Regions from separate parts of the Mus musculus genome. Here all the other regions are linked to region 3. Evidence: chromatin contacts called from public Hi-C, HiChIP or PLAC-seq and promoter capture Hi-C data. All regions are on one chromosome and are shown on one strand. Each heading gives the region's core, a stretch centred on a gene start, on an enhancer-like site or on the middle of the called end of the contact. The rest is flanking DNA. Distances are from core to core; before and after follow the strand shown. Region 1 has its middle 12 kb from the start of Gm38990. Region 2 has its middle 28 kb from the start of Gm38990. Region 3 holds the start of Tshz3 (teashirt zinc finger family member 3). Region 4 overlaps E130304I02Rik (RIKEN cDNA E130304I02 gene). Region 5 has its middle 43 kb from the start of Gm36234. Region 6 holds the start of E130304I02Rik (RIKEN cDNA E130304I02 gene). Region 7 has its middle 34 kb from the start of Gm30483.

What was found. Promoter capture Hi-C pulls out the DNA fragments that hold promoters and counts their contacts. A called contact is a pair of places that touch in the nucleus more often than the background predicts. HiChIP or PLAC-seq counts read pairs in DNA pulled down with a chosen protein or histone mark.
Region 1: a contact with region 3 is called in an H3K4me3 HiChIP or PLAC-seq map of neural tube, with 10 times the contacts expected there. The contact joins the enhancer-like site here to the promoter of Tshz3 in region 3. A contact is called at or near these places in 2 of 39 promoter capture datasets (the C10 cell line and hippocampal neurons), 12 of 115 datasets of contacts at active chromatin or transcription factors (astrocytes, craniofacial prominence, differentiating embryonic stem cells and 9 more) and 1 of 9 other capture datasets (embryonic stem cells).
Region 2: a contact with region 3 is called in a Hi-C map of uterus, with 3 times the contacts expected there. The contact joins the enhancer-like site here to the promoter of Tshz3 in region 3. A contact is called at or near these places in 4 of 39 promoter capture datasets (the 3T3-L1 cell line, cranial neural crest, frontonasal cranial neural crest and 1 more), 3 of 484 Hi-C or Micro-C datasets (all in uterus) and 7 of 115 datasets of contacts at active chromatin or transcription factors (craniofacial prominence, embryonic basal ganglia, embryonic forebrain and 4 more).
Region 4: a promoter capture Hi-C map of liver shows a contact between it and region 3, with 2.3 times the contacts expected there. The contact joins the enhancer-like site here to the promoter of Tshz3 in region 3. A contact is called at or near these places in 4 of 39 promoter capture datasets (the 3T3-L1 cell line, cranial neural crest, hippocampal neurons and 1 more), 2 of 484 Hi-C or Micro-C datasets (cerebral cortex and cortical neurons) and 11 of 115 datasets of contacts at active chromatin or transcription factors (SST interneurons, astrocytes, differentiating embryonic stem cells and 8 more).
Region 5: a Hi-C map of cortical neurons shows a contact between it and region 3, with 2.4 times the contacts expected there. The contact joins the enhancer-like site here to the promoter of Tshz3 in region 3. A contact is called at or near these places in 8 of 39 promoter capture datasets (the 3T3-L1 cell line, cranial neural crest, frontonasal cranial neural crest and 4 more), 7 of 484 Hi-C or Micro-C datasets (cerebral cortex, cortical neurons, gonadal supporting cells and 2 more), 15 of 115 datasets of contacts at active chromatin or transcription factors (astrocytes, craniofacial prominence, differentiating embryonic stem cells and 11 more) and 1 of 9 other capture datasets (embryonic stem cells).
Region 6: an H3K4me3 HiChIP or PLAC-seq map of embryonic forebrain shows a contact between it and region 3, with 3 times the contacts expected there. The contact joins the promoter of E130304I02Rik here to the promoter of Tshz3 in region 3. A contact is called at or near these places in 4 of 39 promoter capture datasets (3T3-L1-derived adipocytes, cranial neural crest, hippocampal neurons and 1 more), 3 of 484 Hi-C or Micro-C datasets (cerebral cortex and embryonic stem cells), 10 of 115 datasets of contacts at active chromatin or transcription factors (the SCID.adh cell line, differentiating embryonic stem cells, embryonic forebrain and 4 more) and 1 of 9 other capture datasets (adipose tissue).
Region 7: a contact with region 3 is called in an H3K4me3 HiChIP or PLAC-seq map of forebrain, with 7 times the contacts expected there. The contact joins the enhancer-like site here to the promoter of Tshz3 in region 3. A contact is called at or near these places in 13 of 39 promoter capture datasets (the 3T3-L1 cell line, cranial neural crest, embryonic stem cells and 5 more), 1 of 15 datasets of contacts at CTCF or cohesin (stem cell-derived epiblast-like cells), 11 of 484 Hi-C or Micro-C datasets (embryonic fibroblasts, embryonic stem cells and nephron progenitors), 21 of 115 datasets of contacts at active chromatin or transcription factors (craniofacial prominence, embryonic basal ganglia, embryonic brain and 11 more) and 2 of 9 other capture datasets (embryonic stem cells and liver).

The regions. Positions count from the first base shown.
Region 1 is chr7:35,947,393-35,950,505 of GRCm38.p6, forward strand. No RefSeq gene overlaps it. Among named protein-coding and RNA genes, the nearest start is that of Gm38990, 12 kb to the right of the region's middle. Within about 2 kb of position 1,564, at least 27 of the 459 cell types and tissues checked have an H3K27ac peak or open chromatin away from gene starts, as enhancers often do. A contact at or near this core is called in embryonic basal ganglia and neural tube, where this site is marked.
Region 2 is chr7:35,987,126-35,990,314 of GRCm38.p6, forward strand. No RefSeq gene overlaps it. Among named protein-coding and RNA genes, the nearest start is that of Gm38990, 28 kb to the left of the region's middle. Within about 2 kb of position 1,561, at least 18 of the 459 cell types and tissues checked have an H3K27ac peak or open chromatin away from gene starts, as enhancers often do. A contact at or near this core is called in uterus, where this site is marked.
Region 3 is chr7:36,696,677-36,699,608 of GRCm38.p6, forward strand. Tshz3 (teashirt zinc finger family member 3) reads left to right here and starts at 1,442. Exons shown (of 2, transcript NM_172298.3): 1 at 1,442-1,613. The coding sequence starts at 1,574. It overlaps Gm36722 (zinc finger X-linked protein ZXDB-like), which reads right to left and starts at 1,546. Exons shown (of 3, transcript XM_030243157.1): 1 at 1-1,546. The coding sequence starts at 1,434. The coding sequence ends at 187.
Region 4 is chr7:35,835,291-35,838,452 of GRCm38.p6, forward strand. E130304I02Rik (RIKEN cDNA E130304I02 gene) reads left to right here. Exons shown (of 3, transcript NR_033567.1): 3 at 2,598-2,784. Among named protein-coding and RNA genes, the nearest start is that of Zfp507, 34 kb to the left of the region's middle. Within about 2 kb of position 1,756, at least 20 of the 459 cell types and tissues checked have an H3K27ac peak or open chromatin away from gene starts, as enhancers often do. A contact at or near this core is called in cerebral cortex, cortical neurons and liver, where this site is marked.
Region 5 is chr7:35,878,265-35,881,459 of GRCm38.p6, forward strand. No RefSeq gene overlaps it. Among named protein-coding and RNA genes, the nearest start is that of Gm36234, 43 kb to the right of the region's middle. Within about 2 kb of position 1,902, at least 15 of the 459 cell types and tissues checked have an H3K27ac peak or open chromatin away from gene starts, as enhancers often do. A contact at or near this core is called in cerebral cortex and cortical neurons, where this site is marked.
Region 6 is chr7:35,801,010-35,804,133 of GRCm38.p6, forward strand. It overlaps E130304I02Rik (RIKEN cDNA E130304I02 gene), which reads left to right and starts at 1,583. Exons shown (of 3, transcript NR_033567.1): 1 at 1,583-2,012. It overlaps Zfp507 (zinc finger protein 507), which reads right to left and starts at 1,980. Exons shown (of 7, transcript NM_177739.3): 1 at 1,825-1,980; 2 at 429-519.
Region 7 is chr7:37,360,370-37,363,398 of GRCm38.p6, forward strand. It overlaps a transcript of Zfp536 not described here. Among named protein-coding and RNA genes, the nearest start is that of Gm30483, 34 kb to the left of the region's middle. Within about 2 kb of position 1,577, at least 70 of the 459 cell types and tissues checked have an H3K27ac peak or open chromatin away from gene starts, as enhancers often do. A contact at or near this core is called in embryonic fibroblasts, embryonic forebrain, forebrain and 3 more, where this site is marked.

The sequences.
Region 1 (3,113 bases), core at 314-2,813, 750 kb before region 3:
ATGCTATTCAAAAATTAAGAAGTGAAGCAATTTTCTGCAAGAATCCGGGTTTCTGAAGAATCAAGTTTTCACTGAAAACTCAGTGCTCCGTTACATGGCAGGTTTTATTTTTCACAGTGGCCATTTGAATGTAAGTGCAGTAGCCTGCCTCAGGGGATCATGCATTTAATGTAAGCCATAGTCCCCACCATTCCCTAGTGCCTCCAACACATGGCCATTGATGAATCAGACTTGTTCAGGTTAAGCCTTGGGCTGGAAGGCAGTGTCCATAGTTGCAGTGGGCGGTCCCTGCCTGTGTTTAAGCAATCTGCAAGTGGCAGATGAAGAAAAGGTGGTAAAGCCCAGTCTGGTCAGGGGAGGCAGCCCAGGGTTTGCAAGGAAACCTAGAGGGAGTTCGAGACCTCAGGGTTTGTAAAGTGAGGATCTGTGTTTACAAATCTTAAAGTGACAGTTTTCAACTTGGCATCTTTTGTGTTAATAAGTCAGCTGTGAACGCAGGGTTTCAGGAAGCAGACACCCTGTGTGTGTGTGTGTGTGTGTGTGTGTGTGTGTGTGTGTGTGTGGTGTAACATACCATGTGTGGTTTCTCAGAGTGGGGAAAATCTGTCAGCCTTTCTAATACTGAGTTCATTTTGACAACAGAGTTAAGATGTATTTTGAACACATGTGAATCTTGCCTGTTTTTTTTTTTTTTTTTTTAATTAAGGGGGAGGGCAGTATCAGAGTCTTGGGTCAGATAAAGGGGATACAAAGAGGTTTCACTGTGGGGTTCAGTTGTGGATCCAAACCTGGGGACATCTCTCAGCCACCTGGATGCTGAAGGTTCTTAGGCTAATGGCTAGGATTAATTTGGCTGGCAAGAGGGAGGGGCATCCTCAGGGGATACCTGTTTTGGGTATGGCGCTTTCCCGAATCAGGGCTCACAAAGCCAAATATTTCACCTCCCGTGACAGACTCCACATGAATGGGGAAGCCATTTGGGTTTGGTCAGAGTTGTCTGTAGAATGGAGTCAGTTCTTGAGCCTGCTCTTCCAAACATTCAAATTCAAGACAAGCAATTAAACACAGAAGCAAGGGCGATCTGGAGTTTGCAGAGCAAGCCCTCAGCAGTGCTGGCCGGCTCTCCCTGTAATTTATCTCGATTCTGTCGGGGGTGGGGTGGTGGCCAGACCGGATTTTGATAAAGAGCCTCGGATCTGTCCCTCTCCAGCTCTCGGGACTTGCTGCGCACTCCATTCAGGCTAAAGCACGTGCAGTCCCTTGCATAATTCGGAGTTAATCATTTGTACTTCACAGCCTCAGAGAGGCCCTAGACTCGGGAGGTGGGGACACAGTTGGCTTTTTAATCGCCTTGTGTATTGTGCAGGTTGAGATAAATGACATCGCCTGTCTGAAATCTACATCCTTGCTTCTGATGCAAAACTGTAATTAATTTTGTGCAGTGTTTCAGAATTGATCGTGGTCACTTGAATTTCTAATTTTTCATTCACTTCAAAGACCCTGTGGTTTGTTTTTTTTTTCCCCTCTCCCCACTCTCTCTCCCTTTTCCTTTAAGGAATGTGCTCCCAGTACCAGACCGCTCAAGTGACTGCACCACTAAATGACTCTCTTACGCCTCTTTTTCAATAAGGTGAAAGAGAGGTCAGGGCGCATGGCTCCTGTCTGCCTTTTAGCTCGATTCAGGTGTATTTTCTGACTTATAGGAAATACCATCAAAACTTATTAAATTATAACTCAGGAGTTTGGTGGTACTCGGGCATTGTAGGAAGCTCAAAAAGCTTCCTTCATGGGCCCTATTCAGTATAAGACAATTAAGCACAATTTAGGCAATAATTACCCTAATTAACTACACACTACCGTTTGTATTCAAGATTATGGCAACGTCGTATCCGTTCGCTTTTTAAATAATGACAAGGTTTCCTAATTCCTCTGTATTGATAGTTGTTGCACGCGATTCTTTGTTTGGTATATTTTACTGTAAAAATATTTGTCAGTGAAAGATTGAACAATACAAATGAATTTGATTACGCCATTGTCAAAAGCCCCATGTATCACGATCCCTTGTTCTTAATCACTACTGTAAACCTGCAGCCGGAGGGCATAGTTTTAATTTGGGTGTCTTACTAATGAAAAGAAAAAAATAATTGTTTTGCCAGGATTTAATAATAAGCAATAAAATCAGCCAACCACATTTTACCTCCACATTCAATCTCTTTTTTATTATAAAACATTTTTGTCCTTTTTTTTTTTTTTTTTTTTTTTAGATTACAGGCGTAGATACCGAACATTTTACTAATAAATATTTCAGTTTGCTTATGGAGGCTAATGCTGTCATCTGAATATGGAATTATATTTCTTTCATGCTTCATTATCATTTCATAGTAGTAATGACAGAGAGGCAATGGAATATTTACAGGCTTTCCAGAGACATTTATTCACTACACTCCCTGAAGGGCACCTGGCCTTAAAGATACATTATCCTTTTTAAAGCTCTGCCCAGAATGCCAGTTCCCAGAATCAGCCAATCAGGATTCCCCAACTTCTGCCTGCATGTACCCTACCCATGGTGACAGATCTCTCCCCTACAACCTGCTCGTGGGCCTTCATACTGTAAGGTGTAGAGAAAAGTGGGGAACGACCCCTCTATGGCACGCTCAGTCTGTGAAATGGGCACAAGGCCTTTGACCTTGGGTCATGAATTTGGCTTGGTTGCAGTTTTCTCTGAGATACTGCTAATTTTCTAGATGTTTCACGAATCCCCAGAGCCATCTGTCCATAAGTCCATGCTGCTCTTGTCATAGGACATGGCTAACACGTGTGTCTTGGGGAGGAACCCAGAGCTGACCTGTGGGCACTGGAGTAGCTTGTTCTAGAAAACCTTTTGATAGGTGGGGGTGGGGTGACTAGGAAAGGCACCTAGGGAAGAGCTGAATTTCTTGTGGTCTTTAGGGAACAACAGGGTGTTTGCACAGGGTACCCTCTGAACAGGAGTTAGGTGAAAGGGAGGGGCGGAGACAGAAGACAGTGCCTAATTAGTCTGCATCCTATCTCAGGGGAACTCTCCCTGGCTCCCTCCAGTTGAACCCAGGCTTAACATTGTCGGACTTTCTGAT
Region 2 (3,189 bases), core at 311-2,810, 710 kb before region 3:
TTCCTGTAAGTAACCCTTTACCCACACTCCTGTAAGTAACCCCTCACCCAGACTGTAAGTAACCCCAGTAAAACTCATTTGGCTCACCCAGTTGGATTTAGTGCTAATCCTTGCTTCCATCTGTTGTAGATTTTCTGCTTGTGGTGGTTGGGGATAGACCTTTCTTTGCAGCTCTCCAGGAATTGTACCATACAACACTAGTACATTTAGACCTAAATGTCCCTTTATGAGGTGCTTTTTAACTTACTTCAATTGGATTCTCTATAACCTCTATGGCCATCTCATGACGCTCTGTTATCCTTCACAGTTTAAGGCACTGGGTGGATGCCTAACACTCCAGGGTTCACCAGATTTCTAAGTTCTCAAAGCTGGTTAGGTCTTTGCCCCAGGCTGGTGATAATGTAGCCTTGGAGAGACAGTACAAACAAGTAACCATAAAGCTTGGTTTCTAGTGTGGAGTGTTGATGTGATGGGACCTTTACCAGGTGGGACCTACTGGCAAGTAACTGGGTTGTGAAGCCTCCACTCTCAGGAATAGGTTACTTCTATCTCTCTAGACAAGTTTGTTATACAAACTCACACCTTGACCCTTTCTGCTCATGGCAACTTTCCACCTCCCTAACATATTGTGATGTAGTTTGGAGGCCTCCTGCGGGATGCTGGTATTATGTGCTCTTTGGAACTTTCAGTAGGTGGACTCATGAGCTAAATGAACCTCTTTATTTTGTAAGTTATCTAGACTTAGGCATTTTATCACAGCAACCAACACAAAAGAGCCAAGACAATGGCCTTGATATGTTATGTCAACTCATGGGAGGGGAAAGAAAGGGACTTTGCAAGGGTGGCTGAGGTGACTCTATGAGGAAGAAGTGAGAACATTCAGATAAACAAAGGTTAGACCAAGCACTTTGGGGTGGGAGAAGGGAAAAGGAAGGGAAAGAGGAAGCAGGAAATAGGATGGCCCTAGGTTGAATTCTAATGGCGGAAGTTCTGTTGCCCATGTGAAAAGTATGGGTGAGGGTAGAGAGGTGGACAGGGTCCTGTGTGTCCTTTCATGCCAGGTCTGGTTCCTGCACTGAGAGTGTCATGAGGACATACACCCTCTACATCTCCACCAGCACCGAACACTAGTTCCTAGCAGCTCTGCCCAGAATGGTTGTTGAATAAACACTCACGTGTTGAATGGCTCCACTCCTGTTGCTACTAATGAGATTAACTAGACCTCCCCCTCCTCCCTGGCTTTCAGGGCCTCCCTGTTTCCTGGTCATGTCAAAGAGAGCTTTGAGCTCAGCGTTGGCTGTAGGACCACCAATTTTGATGTAGGTTAGCCTGTGTTCCATGCACAACTCACTGACGTGTGTCTCTCTACATCTCTCAGGCGACCGTTGCCTCCACAATAAAAACTGCCCCCTTTAATTTTCAGTCACAGCCCTCGGAATCTTCTAGAAGCTCACTAATAATTTCTACAAAAGGCTCTTCCTGAGTCAGAACGGCTGTGTTTGTACTCCCTCCCCAGCGCTGCCAGCTGCCAGCAGCCTGGCTGGAGCTCTGCACAGGCCCTCCTTCTAGAGACTGACAAGAACGATGTGTGCATTTTTTTTTTTTTTTATTTCTTACATGCAATGGGATGTCTAGACAGGTCCATCTTTTCTGCATTTGATGTGGAATCTTTGCTAGGCACAGGGGACTCTAGAATCTAAAACAGCTTCAGCCGATGAGACCCCGCCAGAGAGGTCTGTGTCACAATGAGATCTTTATGCTGACGGGGTCTTTAATAACCCTGGGCCAGTCCAGCTTTTTTTTTTTTCCTCCCACATGAAATTAATTTATTGGCTGTATGGCTCAGACGTCATTTGGCTCTCGCTTCTGCTCACACGCCCTAGCCTCTTTTGGAAAAAGACATATTCTTCTTAAGAATGAGTGTCTTGTAATTAATTTGACTCTGTGGTTCCATCAGCTTCCATGAGGGTTGAGAAACTACCTCAGAGTCCCATATTCTTGTATGTGCCGTGGATGTGTGACATGGGACTTGAGAAAGGCTGGAAAGCTTGTGTGTGCATGTGTGTGTGTGTGTGTGTTTGTATGTGTGTGAATGCATGTGTATGGGTGTGCATGCGCGTGTGTTGAGCGTGTGCATGTGTGTTAACATTGACCCAGAAAAACACGGCTGGGAAAGAACCCTAAAGTTCCCACTGTTTTTGTGATTACCCAGATTGAACATCTAGCCAAGAGGAGGAGCCAAGAGACAGGTGCCCAGATTTGAACCCCTGTTCTGCCCTGTACCCATGTGACTTTGAATGTGTTAGTTTGTCGCTCTACAGCCTCTGTTTTCTTGCTTGCAAATGGGAGTCATAAAAATGCCATGGGCGGATGAAATAGGTCCATCTGTGTGCGACCCTGGCAGCAGCGCCTGGCAAGTGGTAGGCACTCTATAAATGTCAGCTGATGGGGTCATGGTGACCTCCCGTGGCTGTTCTCCTTGTGATGGGCTAATTGCCTTGTTTGGGGAGGAGGCCCTCCCGGTGCCCCATTCCGTTTGATTTAAAGGAGGCTACAGTTGATATTTACTTATGTTCCATCTGGCTCCCATACAAGTCCCCACAGGAGTCTCAGGACTGTGCCAACCAGACCCTCAATGAGTTTCCCACCAGCCTGTGTGGTCTGGCCTTCCTCCACGTGCCCACCATCCCTGCCTGCTTTGGAACCAGCCTTGTTTGTGTGTATGCGTACTCTTGCCTACCCGAAGTGTACATACCATGAATCTACACTCTCCCACTCTACCTTAATGTGGCCTGCTCCGGAAAAGACATCCCTTGGAAGACAGGGATGGTAAGCTACTATGTCTTCTAGAACCTTTTAGACCAGGAGGACCAGGCAGGGGCTTCTCCATGTCTGTTAAATGGAATAAGCTCTCCTTGTGTTATAGTTTGGATCTGAAACCTCTCCTTCCAGAGTACACATACTGAAGGCTTGGGGTCTTTGGGAGGTGATGGATCAAGGGCTCTGACCTCATCAGTGGGTTAATTTATGATGGGTTCATTGCCTATAGGACATGGAGAGCTGGTGAGAGGCCAGGAGGAGGAACCAGGCCACTAGGGGTGGGGGTGGGGTAGAGGTGAGGGTGGGGGTAGAGTGGGGTATTCTTGAAGGAGATATTATAAGTATTTCTGGGGCTGGTACAATGTACTA
Region 3 (2,932 bases), core at 192-2,691:
GCTGGCGCTCAGCCGCCACCGCTCGAGGGTCGCCCGCGTGAATTCCAGCCCACCCGCGCCCTCACCACCAGAGTAAGTGAGCCCACGTCGCCCTGTCGCCACCGCAGCCTTCCAGCCGCCTCCTTCCCGGGGCACATCGGCCGAGTCTGCCCGGAGCCTCTGCGACCCCAATCACTCAATCAATAATCAATCCCCTTCGTCCAGAACTGCCCCTAAGCTGGGAGCGGCTGGGGCAGTACCCTGTCCAGGGCGCACCCCGGCGGGGGATGGGCAGGGGAACCCGAGTTTCTTCTCCCTCCCCCGTTCCCGCCTTGGCAACCTCCGACGCAGTGGGTGGGGGGCGCGGCCAGTAGCCCAAGGGGGCGAGACGCGGGGTGCTGAGACGGTGATCGTCCCAAAGTCAGTAAAGGAAACTTGGAGGTGCCCCCTCCCATGCTTACCCCCGAAACAAGCCTGGGAAAGTTTGTGGCGGGGGTGGGGTGGGGGAACGGAAGGAGGTAGCCACTGTAGGTCCCAGGAGGGAAGACCCAGAGCCCACACCCATGTCAGCCCGCACATCTTCTCTCCAGGGCACCCCCGGGGCCCTGGCATCTTTGATAGGGGTACCATCCCAACTAGGGGAGCGCTCTGGGGCTGCACGCGGCGGGTGGAGAGGAGTGTGGGCCGGGAGGGGCAGCCGGGAGCAGCCCGGGGTTGAGACCGGGTGGGGAAGAGGGATGGGCGGGGGCTGTGGGCGCCCCGGGACGCGCTCCGCAGGGCGGACCCCGCGCCTTTGCGAGAGCGCTCGGGGCGGAGACGGAGGGCCAGCTCCGGGTGTCTGGACTTGGGCGGGGGGCCCTGGGCAGGCGTCCGGGCCAGGACCCAGGCTGGGGGCGCCTCCGCGGGCAGGCGAGTGACACGATCATCTCCTTTTCCTTTAAGCTTGCCTGTTGCCGACGCCGCCGCTCCAGCCGCGCCGTGGGCAGAAGACTGGACCGCTGAGCCCCGGGCCGCGGCGGCGGCGGCTGCGCCCCCCCTCCACCCCCCCCCCCCCCATGCCTTGACCTCCCTGCCTGGGGGCGGGAAGCGGGGCAGGACCGACCGGGGTCGCTCCTGGGCTCCTCCTCTCATCTCTCTGCCCGCCTTCTCCTCCTTCACTCCCCGCCCCCCAGCCCCGAACCCCGCGCACCTCGTCTGGGGACGGGGCGGGGGGGGGGCAGGGCGACCGCTCCTCCCCGCCCCCTCCTCCTCGGGCCTCTGGAGCGATTTGTCAAACTTCCCATTCCGCCGGCAGCGCGGTCCTCCTCCTCCTCCTCCTCCTCCTCTGCCTCCTCCTCCCCCTCGCGCTCCTCCTTCCCCGCGCCTCCCTTGCCCGCCCTCCTTCCCTCCGCACGTTCGGGGATCGCGGCGGAGCGCAGCGAGGGGGGGACGCGGAGAGCCGGGGCGCAGCAGCATCCTGCGGGCGGCCGCTCTCCGGGGGGGAGGCTGCGAGCAGGCCCGCCTCGCCCCCCCCCCGCCGCCCCTCCCTCCCTCGGCTCAGCCCGGCAGCGGCGGCGGCGGCGGCGGCGGCGGTGGCAGTCGCGGGAGAAGCATCATGCCGAGGAGGAAGCAGCAGGCGCCCCGGCGCGCAGCAGGTACGAGCGGCTTCCCCTTCCTCCTCCGGTCCTCCTCCTCTTCCTCTGCTCGCGCCGCGCCTCTGGGCCGCCGGCCCCCGCGTTGCTCGCCGCACTCCTCGCCTCTCTCTCATTTTCTGTCTGTCTCTGCGGGCGCTGAGTAACTCCGGGAGCCCGGCTGGCTCGGGGCTCTCCTGCCCGGGTGCGCGCGCCCCCCAGTTGCCCCGCTATGTTCTTCGCTCGACCGGCTCGCACACCCTCCTGGGGACCACCGAGCCGGCTTAGGTCCCCGCCTCTGCCGATCCGGCTGCAGCGGGGAAGGCGCTCTCCAACCCGTGCCTTTTGGTGGGGGGCGGGCGGGGTCACCTGAGTTCTCTGGGACATCTTCCGCGTTGTCCCGGGCAGTACCCGGTGACTACCGGGACCAGAGCGAGCAAGAGTGAGCTAGCGGATCCCTCTGGCCACCTTACTGCTAATTCGATTGATTCTTCATTTATTGGGCCCAAACCCGGTACAGCGGTGGAAACCAGAGCGCACTGGGTCTGGGTATTGTCAGATGACTGTCAGGTCAGTGTTGGATGCTGACATTTCCTCCATTCCTGAATGTCTTCTTACCCCCTCCCTCTCTTTCCGCTGCTGCTCCCTACCCTTTTCTAGCACTTAGTTCTGGGACATATCTGAGTACTCCCCCCTCCCTCTCTTTTTCTGCCAGGAACGTCAACTCCTGTTAGGACTGAGCTGATTTTTTTTTTTTTTTCCTTCTGGAAAAGAGATTCATTGAAAACAAAACAAAACCCACACACATAACATTATTTTGCAATAATGTCGGTTGGGGGCACGTTGGCTGGAAGAAGGGTTTCTGGCCGGTTGCCACCCTTGATTTGATGACTGATTGATCGCCCGTCATGCCTGTGCCTTTGATCTATTCATTCCCAATAAACATCAATAAATCACTTGCAATAGTGAGGCCAAGCTCCGTGACGTCAGGAGGGCCCTGTCAGTGCAACTTCAGGGATTTGGGGCGGCTTGCCGAGAGAGGACCACATATGGACGTGATGTATTTTGATATGAATAACACTCAGACGTGCAGAGGCTCAGACGCTGCCTGAAGGGGAAGGTTGCTTAGGAGTCCTTTTCTTTAATCTTCTTTCTTCTCACTTCTCTTTTGATAAAAGAGGGGAGGGCTGAGCGAAGAAGGGTCACCGAGGTAATGTTCCACGTGCTGGTGGGATACAGGCTAGTGATGGTGCTATGCAGGCTGCTGCTGCTGGTGATTGCCATCAGACCAGCGGGGCTCCCACCTCAGCTGCACTCTGGCCTTCAGTCTCTTTACCAGGGTC
Region 4 (3,162 bases), core at 506-3,005, 860 kb before region 3:
TAATCCCCACAACAGACAAAAGATGTGGGGGCTGTTGTCCCCCATTGCTTTTTTTTTTTTTTAAAGATTAGGAACCAGTTGTTAAAGTCCTTTAGATAACACCAAAGAAGCCAGAGGTTAACTTGTATCTACCAGTTGCCAACATTGTGTAGTTTCCATGGAGCTTGGGTGCCTTTATGTTAGAGGGTCCAAGAGACACATTATTATCCCCCCTTTCTTACTTTTGCTCATCTACCTATTGATCTATTATCTATCTACCATCTATCTGCTTGCCTATCTCTCTATAATCTAGCTACCTATCAATGGATCTATCATACCCATCAATTGATCTACCAACCAGTCATCTGTCCATTATTTTGTGTGTATGTGTGTGTGTGTGTGTGTGTGTGTGTGTGTGTATCACAGGATCTCAAAAAAAAAAAAAAAAGCTAACCTTGAACTCACTGTGTAGCCCAGGCTGATCCTGAACTCACTATGCATCCAAGCTAGCTTTGAACTGGAGATCTTCCTGCCTCAGATTCCTTAGTGCTAGAATTAAAAATGCATGCCACTATGCAGAGCAAAGGAATTTTAAAATGTTCCATCTCCCCTCTCTCCATGTTCTTCTAAAGTTGGATTGTTTCTATGTAGCCCAGGCTGGCCTTGAATTTGTGATCTTGCCTTCCAGACCTGGGAGCACCATGTTTGGCTTGGCCTCTTCTTTTTAACATGGATGACACAGATTCTTTGGGACCTGGTTCTTCCAGTGCTGTCCCTTGTTAAGGTTTAACCACACTCAATGGAGAAGGAGTCAGGTATGAAAACACAATTCCTATGGGAGGGGAAGTGCTTGCTTTGGGGTCTTATACACCCAAGCGTCATCTCTTCCCATGCTGCTTCACTGCTTTGTCATAGGTGCTGATCCCAGGACACACCCTCAGGTCCTGGAGTGAATGCTCAGATCCTAGAAAGCAGGCTGAGATCCTGGGATGCATGCTCACGTCCTGGGGTGCAGGCTCAGATCCCGGAGGCATGTAACCCAAGATCCAGGTGATTTTTCATGGTTGCAAGATTCCCAGACATTCACCAAAGCCTTGGTGACTTGATTAGACATCAGATCTCCAGAGAGCCTGTGGGATGAATTGCCTGAAGTAGGCACAACAGAGCCCCAGGGAGACAGTGGCAGTCCTGATTGGTCTGTTCCTTTGCACACTGTCACAGTTTCTGGCAACTTGATACAAACCTAGCTATACCTGGGAAGAGGGAACTTGGATTGAGGAATCGCCCCCATTACATTGGCCTGTGGACACATCTGTACAGGATTTGTTTGTTTGGTTTTGTTAATGATTGATTGTGCTGGTGGGTTTTGGCTATATGAAAAAGGTGGATGACAGAGGCACGGGGAACAAGCCAGTATGCAGGGTTCCTTTATGATCTCTCAGTTCCTGCCTCCAGCTTCCCACCTTGATTCCCTGCCTCCGTTTTCTTTGATAGTGGACTGTAACTGGGAAGTCAAACACTCCCCTTTCTCCCAGGCTTGGGTTTAGGTCAATGTTTATCCCAGGAACAGTGAAGCAAACTGGGACACAGGCCTCGCATCATTTAAAGGTAAAGAGTTGACGGTGAAGACGGACGTGTGACGGCTGTGTGTGTTGGCATGTGTATTTGTGGACGACGTGTGGCTGAAACGTGTGTTGACAATGTTGGAACGGAACAGACTCTGAAGCAACAGCATTGATCTGAGTGTTTGTGCCGCTGAGGCGAGGGAGGAAGTGGCTATTGCTGGGCTTCCAGCCAGTTCTGCTGTCCCGGGTTCACACTCCCCGACAGCCTGTGAAGGCAGCGCTTATGGTAGGGATCACGCGTCTCTGTGCTGGGGCTCAGTCTGTGAGGAATCGGAGGCCTCGATGAGTTGCTGGAGTCCTCCTGGCACATCTCTGAGCTGAGGGATGCTGCCAGATCACTACTTCCCAGACGAATGTGCGAGCGAGCGAGCGCTCGAAGTCAACCCAGAAGATCTTAAAAAAAAAAAAAAAAAAAAAAACCGAGGCAAATCTCGAGGGAATAAGGAAGATGCTTTCTTTGTGAATTATTATTATTTTGCCTTCTGGAAGCTACCAGAAAATTTCCACTTGGACTAAACCTGCTACGGTGCCCTGCTCTGTCTAGTGCACTTTCCTGAGGTATGGGGTTTGTGTGTTGAGATGCTACCAGGGACAGAAGAAGGGGCGAAAGCCCAGAGTACCCACTGGCTGGTGGGCCTTAGGAATGCCATTCATTTATTCTGTTCCAAACCCACCAGGAGCACAATTACCATCACATTAATACCCAGAAAGACCAAGGCTAGTATTTATAGCTCAAAATAAACAGTATAAAATCCCAGCATCTTATGATCTTTAAATGAAACCGAGGCAGATAATTTATGGTCTTAAGTGACTGTGTGAAGATGCAGAACCCAGCGGAGACTCGGGAGGCTGTGGGGTGTTTCTCAGAAACCTTCGGCATCCACTGCAAGTTTATTAAGTGCGGGAACCAGACAGCACGTCTGCCTATCGTGGATATTTGATTATCAGCTTTTTACTTTCCTCCACTTGACCCAATGCAATATTTTCTTACAGAGCTGCGGCACCGGGAGATTCTGACGGGATCCCACAGGGAGAAGCACAATTAAGAATCTCATGCAACAGAGCATCCCTTTGTCCTTGTGATTAGCGCAAGTGAGGCCATTCACCCTGGGCAGAATAGTGCTGATGCAGGTTCTCTGGAGTTTGGCTTTTTATGTGCATAGAACCATATTTGCAGATTAAAAAAAAAAGCCAAACAAACAAACAAACAAAAAAACCCCTTGTCTCCTCACAAGCTGTGGTATTTTATTACCTCAGCAGTATGAACAGTAAGGCATTGACTTTAGGATAACAACGATTGTTTTAGCAGCAATCTGTTCTGGTGGATACTCTTAGAATATTTCATACGTATCAGTTTTTTTTTTATAAATAAAAACCTTTAAGGCTACGTCTACCTAATTCCCAAACATATTCTCATTTCAGTAGAAAAGTTTAAAAGAGAAAAAAAGCAATTAATGAGCCACCTCATGGTGTATAGATAGAAATATCTAGATAATCACACTCGTGTTTGATTTGGCTTGATTGATTAATTAATTAAACATTTATTGAGCCCAGGCCG
Region 5 (3,195 bases), core at 652-3,151, 820 kb before region 3:
ATTTTTTCTCTCTCCTCCCTGGAAGCCAGCCTTGATCCAAATGTTCCTATGGTAACATTAATTCTCCCAAGTCGCACCTACTGTATAATAAGCTGTATATATAGCAGGCCCACTGGGATCCAAATACCCCATATGTGCTAGCGAATGAGTTAATGCTGCCGTGAGAGTTAGCAACGTCCCGGTTCCTGATTTGCGTACTTTTAGCTACAACCTGTGTTTGTGGGGTGCTCTGGATGCAAGCTTGGGTGGGGGGAAGAGTGGAGGTGGGCCTGGTGTGCTGACAGGGGCTTGCATTCAGTGCAGAGCACAGGCTGTCTCTGGAGAAGTTTTGAAGTTCCAGATGGAAGCACACTGGCCTCCTCTCTCGTCCCATCAGAGCTGTTTCTAGACTTCTGTCCTGGCTGTCTTAGCCTCCTCTATAATCTATGTGACAGGAAAGCTTGACAGTAGGGGCCTCCGAGTGAGAGAACTAGGATTGCAGACAGATGGGGGATGGCCAGGCCTGAGGTCTGATGCCTATGGGATCCCGTGGGGAGGAAGATGTCCTCTGTCCTCACGGGCTGATGGGAAATGGAGATGGTTGGGCCCGCAGGAAAGTCTGGGCCTTTTATGGGTCATTTGGTTATTGCGCACACTTGGTAGGATGTATATTATTAGTGCGGAAGGAGTCGTGTAGATAAGAGGGTGGGCAGTGATGGTTTAGGGCTGGTGTTCACAGCACAGGCCAGGTGTGCTGGTGGAGTTTGTTACCTTGACACAGGCTAGAGTCATCTGGGAAGGGGATTTCAATGGAGAAAATGCCTCCATTGAATTGTTCTGGGGATGAGTTTGTTGAGAGGGCCCAGCTCACTGGAGGCGGTGGCACCCATGGCAGGTGGTTCTAGCTTGTATAAGGAAGCAGGATGAGCAAGCCACGGGGTGGGGGGTGAGGGGCAAGCCAGGACGAAGTACATCTCCATGGTCTCTGATTCAGTTCTCGTCTTAAGTTCCCTAAGCTGAAATAAATCCTTTCTTCCCCAAGTTGCTCTTGGTGTCTGTGTTTATCACAGCAATAGAAAGTATGTTTACATACCAGTGTGGCTTTCTGTGCGGCTTGTGCTGGGTCTTAGCATGTTCTGAGCTTGGCCTCTACTGTACAGATGAGGAAATGGAGCCACTCTTTCAGGGGTTGGACTCTCTCAAACCTGCATTCTCAGTAATACCTGCACTGCCTTGCTCTCTCAGGTGTGGCTGGGTGCTGGGCAGACTTAAGAGGGATCCGCTGGCTTGGATAGACCCCTTTAAGCCCCTATGTACTTCTGTGCCCAGGGCCCTGGGACTTGCGGTTTGGCTTCAATACAAAAATGTCAGAAGGGCATGTGCTGATCTACATTATGGGGACCTCGGAGCACATATTGTATCCCCTCAGCTGTGGACTGTCCATGCGCACGCACGGCACACACGCACACACACACACACACACACACACACACACACACACACACACACTCACATGCGCATAAGAAGCCTGTTGTTGGTAAGTGGAGAAGATGATTGGAGATAGTGGGGGAGAGGGAAACATCGGGGGTCCTGGCTCCAAGGTCTGAGCACTGGGGAGAGAGAACGCAAGGAAGAGAGAATCTTATGTTTCCGGCTCACTATGGGTGACATTGTTCCTCAGAGGCTGACCACAAGCACGCCCCTATGTGTGCTCCCACATGCTTATGCCCTTTGCATGACCACATGTGCATGGGGGACCTGGACTCAGCCCATGCTGCAGGTCAGCAGCCCCTCAAGGTTCCAAAGGTCCCCCATCTGTTCTGTAATGCTGATGTTTTGGCTGATGGCCCAGGCTTCCAGCCTCCTGCTGGACCTGGGGCTAGGACGCTGAACATCAACAACCACCAGAGGGCGCTGCGCTTCAGCCCACTGCCTGCTCTAGGCTGGGGAAAGGACTTTTAAAACTCCCAAGAATTACCTTAAAACCAGAGGGCGAAGAGCCCAACTTGTTTCTAGCCATTGCTTGATTCCTGTGGTTAATGAAAGGCCCTTTCCACTCTGCCCACAGCCCACGGACACCCCGAAGGGGCATAAAACTCGATAGATACTCACGGATATAAAATCCCCTCTAAAAAATCTTGGGTCTAAGCCTTTTTTTATGGCTCCGTATGGGAGTGTTCTTGGAAGGCTATTTTGGGAAATGAAATGGTCCATTTGTCCCCTTGTAAAGTTGAGCTGAGCCCTGGGAGCCCCTGCTCTCCTCCCGCACCCCTGTCCTCACCTTCTGCAGAGAGCTAGGACTAGCAGTATGGAAGCAGAGAGGTGTCAGGAACCCAGGGGTAGATGGGCAGTGGCAGAGGTACAGCAAGGTGATCGGGCGCTCTGAAGTCTGAGCTGGACACTGTGTCTGATGTCACACCCATTTAGGGACTAGCCCAGTAGGTACAACCACAGTGGGAAGATGCCAGGAAGTGCCCAATCTGGTGTGGGTGCTTGGTGTTTCAGCAGGTCACTCCTATACATATTGGCACCGGGGGCAGGCTCACAGGGACAGAGTGTGGTTCACTTGGGGGTCTAGTGGCCAGGCACAAGGTGGGAAATGGAGATCACTCACAGACTGAAGTTGTGGGGCTCATTGTTATTTCAGCCTCCTTACACCAACTGTAGGAGACATATAGAAGACAGCTGGTGGAGCTGAACACAAGAAAAGGCAAATCAGTCGCGTATTTTTATTTTCTTGCAGAGCTAGGGATGGAACCCAGGGCTCTGGATATGTTAGACAGGTGATCTACCACTGAGCCATGGCCCCAGGCCCTCACTGGGGGATTCTAGGCAGATGCTCTACCACTGAGCCATACCCCTAACCCCTTACTGGGGAATTCTAGGCAGGGGCTCTACCACTGAGCCACACTCCCAGCCCCTCACCTGGGATTCTAGGCAGGGGCTCTACCACTGAACTACACACACTCAGCTCTTGAATGTTGGGGTTCAAAAGTACATTCATCTGCTAGTGTTACTGTAACTAAGTGCCACAGGCTGGGCAGCTTACATGACAGAAATGTACTTCCTCACTCCTCTGAGGCTGTGTGTCTAAGATTGAAGAGTTGACAGGGCTGCTTTTTTCTGAGACATCCCTCTGTAGCCACTGAGGGTTGACTTCTCTCTGTATCTTCACATCCTCTTCACCCCGTATGCTCACGTCCTGCTGTCTCCTCG
Region 6 (3,124 bases), core at 333-2,832, 900 kb before region 3:
ACAATTAAAACACAGTCGTAGCTAACATCAAGTAGTGTTCAGCTTCATTGTAATTTATGAAACACACATGCCAAACATAGCGCTGAAGACCACCTGTCCTGGAGCTGCAAACCCAGAATTAGGCCTGCGTCCATTTCCTGTAATATTCCTGTAATTCCTGGTGGCCAAGCCCTTCTTTGGACACAAAGTGTCAAGGAACACCTCTGAGGCTCACAGACGTGAAACAGTGCCTGGCTTCAGAACTCAAACCACGCTTTCCCTAGTATACCGATTTCCCTTTCCATGCTCAAGGTGAGCATGATCAAGTAACAGCACCGGATGGATGCTAGGCAGCAGCAAACAGCTTCGTTTGCTCAGAGTTCTGTGGGTCCAGTCACAGTGGTGGCGGTTTATAAATAAGGCATCTCAGTGAGATGTAAGTGACTTACCCAAGGTTACATGGCTGTTAGTGGCAGAGCCAGTGTCTTTCCAATCAATTTCTGAAACAGATAGTCTCCTGGATCGATATTCACAATCCAGCTGTGGCCAAGAAGGAAATAAACACCATCAAACACGTCTCTCCATTGGCGGGCGAAACACAGTAACTTATTTCGGCAGTGAAGAAACTTCCAATACTTAACATTGAAAAGAAATTTCGGAAAGCTGTTCATGCAATGTAATTGTGTGAGGCAAATTTACATAATTTACTTAACAAGTAGAGGATTTTGCAGAAGCTAAAACAAATCAGCCTGGAAAACTTCTAACAATTGTATATTTTAAACCTCCCCCTCCATGTAAGTAATTCACTCAGCAAACTACTGCTTTTACTGACATAATTTTCTAACCAATATGGAATAATAAATGACATATTGCTATTCTAACTTTAACCGAAATTACAGCCTAAGGGGTGATTATGTAAATTAGTCAAACACAGTGGGCAGAAGAGTACCATGAAAAGATGCGACAACGTGGCTTGACCTATATATTCTCCAAAGCAGTTTCCTGCCCTGGTCCTCCTTTTTTTTTTTGGCTACTGTTTTCCTATTGTTGCTTTAAAGTAGGCTTATTCGGTTCCCTTAGAAAGTAACTTAGCGATTACAGTTAAGTAAAATTAGTACACCGCTAGGGCATCCTCCGAGTTTCCAGAGTTACCATGGTAAAGGAATGAAGGGTCAAACTTTCTCTTTTTAATCAATATAGCAATCCATACACAGAATCAGACCAGTAGAGTAGAAAGTACAAACTCAGACAGAAAAGGGGGTAAATCCAGTAATTGCCTTGGGCCATGTAGACTGAAAGCAAATTCCTGTCCACTGTCAGCAACCTTTGGTGGGGGTGGCTGCCTGGACCTAATTAATCACCCAGGCCTCGGACTCCAAACAACGATCGGGATGCCCCAGGTCTGGAAAGGTGGGCACTTTCACCAATGGTCTCAGCGATCTCTGGAAAGATCAGTCAATCCCAGAGGATGTGTACGTGTGGGAGGCCACGATTGCTATTTTTCGTTTGCGCTGGCATTTCCTACACCACGCAGTGCTTAAAGGACGGGGGATTAAAGAAACTTAAGCTCCATCCTGGCTGGCCTAAGCGCTTTCACGTCTCCAGAAGGCAAAGGCGCTTCAGCGGGACCTGGGGAGCAACGGGACCCCCACCCCCAGCGGCACGGCGGGCCCGGGGTCTCCACAGGCCCGACAGAGGGACGACAGTACACACAGGGCCCTGGAGCTCAGGCTCGGGTGCGTGGCAGTGCCGCGGGCGTCACCGGCGAGGAGGAAGCGGGCGTCACCAGCGAGGCCGCACATGGCCGGCGGCGCTCAAGCGGAGGGGCGGCCCGGGGCGCGGTACCTGCGGTCGGGCGGCGGGCTGCTGCTCCTGCGAGCCTCCTTTGGCCGGCCGGGACCCCACCGTACCCTCGCCCTCGTCCGCCTCGCTCCCGACTCCTTTCCCTCTCTTTCCCCCTTTTTGCCCCTTCCTCGGCCGTGGCTCCAAGATGGCGGCGCCGAGACAGATCACGTGAGCGGCGAGCCGGTCAGGTGAGCCTGGAGGCGCGCGGCGTGGGCGGGGCTGTGGTGGGGTGGAGCCACCACAGACCACGCCCTCTGGCAGAAAGGGCCTTAAGGCTCTGGGCAGATGCTGTGGCCATCCAGGTCCTGTCAGAGCTGGTGTTGGTCTAGAACTCAGTTGATATCCACTGTGGCCTCAACCTGCTGGGGCATTCTTCATCCCCTCATTTACCCCATCGTTCTTTACATCCTTGTGCTTGTGAATCTGGCTGGACTTTTTTTTTTTTTTTTTTTTTTAAAGTTTATCGAGGGCTGGAGCGATGGCTGGAGTGATGGCTGGAGCGAGGGTTGGAGCGATGGCTCCGTGGTTGCTCTTATAGAGGACACAGGTTTGGTTTCCAGCACTCATACAGTGGCTCACAACCATGTGTAACTCCACTTCCAGGGACTCAGAAGCTCTGGCCTTCTTCTGACCTCCACAGACTCCAGACACACACATGGTGCTCAGGTATACAGATAAGTAAGCCATTCACACACACAAAATATTATCTACGTATTTATTTATTGTTATTTGTGGAGACTTGTGGTCAGAGGAGAATTTTCAGGAGTCTGTTCTTTCCTTCCATGGTATGGGTTCTGATATTGAACTCAAACCTTCAGACTTGGCAGCGAGTACCTTTACCCATTGAACCACATACCTCCTAGATAAATGCTCTTCCACTGAGCTATTGAGTTTCCTGAAACAACTCATCCTGGCTTCTAATTCCTTATGTAGTTAGCCCAGGCAGACATTTGAAGTTGTGAACCTCCTGCCTCAGCCCTCCAGGGTAGCTTGGGAGAGTAGATGTGTCTCCACCATACCAGGCTCTAATTGGAGCTATTATTTTTTTCAGGCATCGTATGCTGAAAAATGTAGAGGTCCTAACCGTATGTCTGATGAGAGGCAGTGCTGGCTCTGGGTCAAAAATACTTTCTTTTTTTTTTTTATGTTTAAAATTTAAAAAAGCATTTATTGATTCGTGTGTGGAAGACAGAGGACAATTTTCTGGAGTTGGTTCACTTTTTCTCCCGTGTAGGTCCCAAGGGTTGAACTCGGGTTGCAGCTTTGATAGAAAGTTCTTTTACCAACTGAACCTTCTTGC
Region 7 (3,029 bases), core at 327-2,826, 660 kb after region 3:
GTGCAGCTGGCTTTGACAGCATTCCCCAGGATAAAAAGCCATTGGGGGGTGAAGGTGGGAGGTGGGATGGGAGGGAATGGACATATGCAGCCCAGCGAGTCTGGGATATGAGCATAAACTCAGTCATAGAAGCCTGAGACACCAGAGAAGAAGCTAAGGTAGACGCTGAGGGCAGGGGAAGGGGTTCACACCTACAGCTAGGAGGGTCACCTGGGAGAAGAGTGAGCCGAGTGAGCAAATGCATATACGCACATCTAAAGCGTGTGTTCAGACAGGCACCATGTGTTCCTGGCCAACGATGTCTCCCGCCCCTCAGCTTCTTCACCTCAGACTAGTAGGTCGCAAAGTCCTTGTTGCTAATGGGGATCACGGGGTGCTTGTAGGGAGAACTTTGTGAGCAGGGGTGGCATAAAATCTTACTTGGTCCTTGGGCCCTGGTGTGAGGGACCGTTGCTCCAGATCGCTTTGAAACACTGGGCTCAGTGTCATCCCTTTCTGGGGACAAGCCACCTAGGCTGAATCAGTCAACGTTTGCAGGGACACTCCCAGAGACATCAGCAAGCCAGCAATGACCCTGCAGAACACCGCACCAGACAAGCTTCTCTTAGCCTCTTGGGCCATGTGTTTAAGCTGAGATGGGCTGCCTAGGTGGGCCCTGTCCTGCATAGACAGAGGGGCATAGCTATCCCCATAACAGCCCTGGAAACAAACAAACAAACACAACACAAAACAAAACCTCCCACAATTCCCATGTGGTAGCAAACACCTTTAATCCCAGGCAGAGGCAGGCGGAACTCTGAGTTTGAAGCCATTTTGCTCTGCAGAGCTAGCTCTAGGACAGCCAGAGCTACTAGCTGTTATTTTTAAATATTGCCCCACCTTAGCAAAAGGGGCTTGCTTACTTATCATCACTTTGGATCTTTTTCTCTTTTTAAAAGAATGTATATTAACTCCATAGGTGAGTGTGTTCTATTTCCCCCTTGACAGCTCTTTCACCCTTCCTTCTTATTCCTTGCTATTATCTATACCCCTTTTCTATTTTTCCTATACATTTTTGTTCTAGATTCCACATGAGAGCCAACATTGTATATTTATTTGTATCTGGCTTATTTCACTGACCATGACAACCTCTGACTTCATCCGCTTTCCTTCTGCAGGGAACGTGTTTCCATTTTCTCTTTATGACCGACTAACACTCTACTGTGTGTGTATCTCACGTGGTCTTTCCCTGTTCTCCTGTTGGTAGGCACCTAAGCTGGCCCCGTGCATCAGCTGCAGTGCAGCAATGGCCATAGGCTTTCAGACATCTCTGTCAAATACGGACTCTGATTCCTTTTGGATCCACACTCTTTTAAACCCACAGAACTTCCTATTGGCTGACTGGTTTTATTCTCAACTCGTAGGAGGTGCTAGTGTGCCCTATTTACAGGTGGATAAACAGAGGCCTGGGGTGCTGGCATGCAAAGCAGACAGGCCAAAGATCTGAGCTAGCAGCTGTGTTTCAGCCCCCAGCCTCCCTGGAGGGAGGCGGCCAGAGTACACATGGGATCAGAGATCTTTCTAGAAGAAAGGTTTCTTTGATAGCAGCTGCGCTGACTCCGTGGGGAGTAGACTGTGTTTAAAGGCCAGGACTCCCCTCCGCCCTCCCTACCCTCACAGATTCTTACCACTCCACTCCAATTAAAAACAAAGGAACAAAAATAACTGCGCCGGCAGTTACTGTACGCCGGGACTTCACAGGCACACACTCCCTTGTGGGTACACATTTGTTTCCTCCACTCCGGAGGGAAGACTCTGAGGTCCAGAGAAGTTGCTAAACTGCCCTGAGGTCATGCGGACCAGAAGAGTGGGTCCGGGATTTGGAGTCTGCACCCCGGGGAGCCTGTAAGCGGCACCAGCTCCGTCCACCCTTCCCTGTGGGTGCAGTCACATGATTAAAATGCCAAGACTTAGTTCCCCAATCAGAATTCAGGAGCCCGCCAAGGAGGTCAGGTCATTAGTGTTTATACAATCACCACGGAAGAATTAAGGGAGAGAGAGAGAGAGAGAGAGAGAGAGAGAGAGAGAGAGAGAGAGAGAGAGAGAACGACTCAGCACGCCTTCCTGCATACAGTTCTTTGAAACCTTCCTAAAATGAAATTAAAAGTTGGCCCTATGTGATTTATTTTTTCAATCTGAGAATCTAAACAAATGATCCCGCTTCTAGGTACATCTATCAAAGGATCTCTTCCACAGCTGGGGCCGGGGCGGTGCTGGGGCCGGGGGCCAGGGATGGGGGGTGGGGGTGGAGGGGGGTGCCGGGGCTGGGGGGTGGGGTGGGGGACTGCGGATGCTATTAGTGCTTCCAAGGCAGTTTCACCGCAGATTAAAGAAACCAGGGGTGTGGGCAGGGGGGGGGTGGTACTGGGGGGGGGATTGGCAGCCATAGTGAGCTGTATGCCTACTTGACCTAGGACGCAAACCTGTTGTACTTTCCAGAAGGGACCAGGGCACTATTTCCCTGTAACGTGCTTTTCATATGGAACTCTCCCTTCGCTGTAAAGATCTGTCTTTAATAGTGCTGTCCTAAAACGCAGCCTATTTTTCAATTCCCTGATCGCGGACATATAGATTTTTATAGTGTCTGCAAGCGAGCATTAACGTTAATCCTGCCTTGCCCCTTTGTGTTCCGTTAATGTCACAATCTGCTGTAAAGCCTTGCCAAGTTTCTTAACTGTCATGTTAATTCCTAGACCTAGTCTGCACTCTTTGACATTTCAGGACAGAACAAGGCAGTAAAAATAGATTAGAAACAGCTTAGAAGTATTACAAAAAACCTAGAACTTTACAGATGGTGGGATCAGGCCTGCTGCATGGAAATCTAGCAAGCCCGGACATAATAATATTAGGAGAGGCTATTTCTCTCTAAAGTAAATATTTAGAAGGGCCTTAGAACGCTGGCTAGGGCATGCGCACAGGCTGCTATGTTATGTCCCTTTAAGTAACTTACAGGGTGTTTAGGCACCATCCTGAGAATTTTAGGCTTCAAA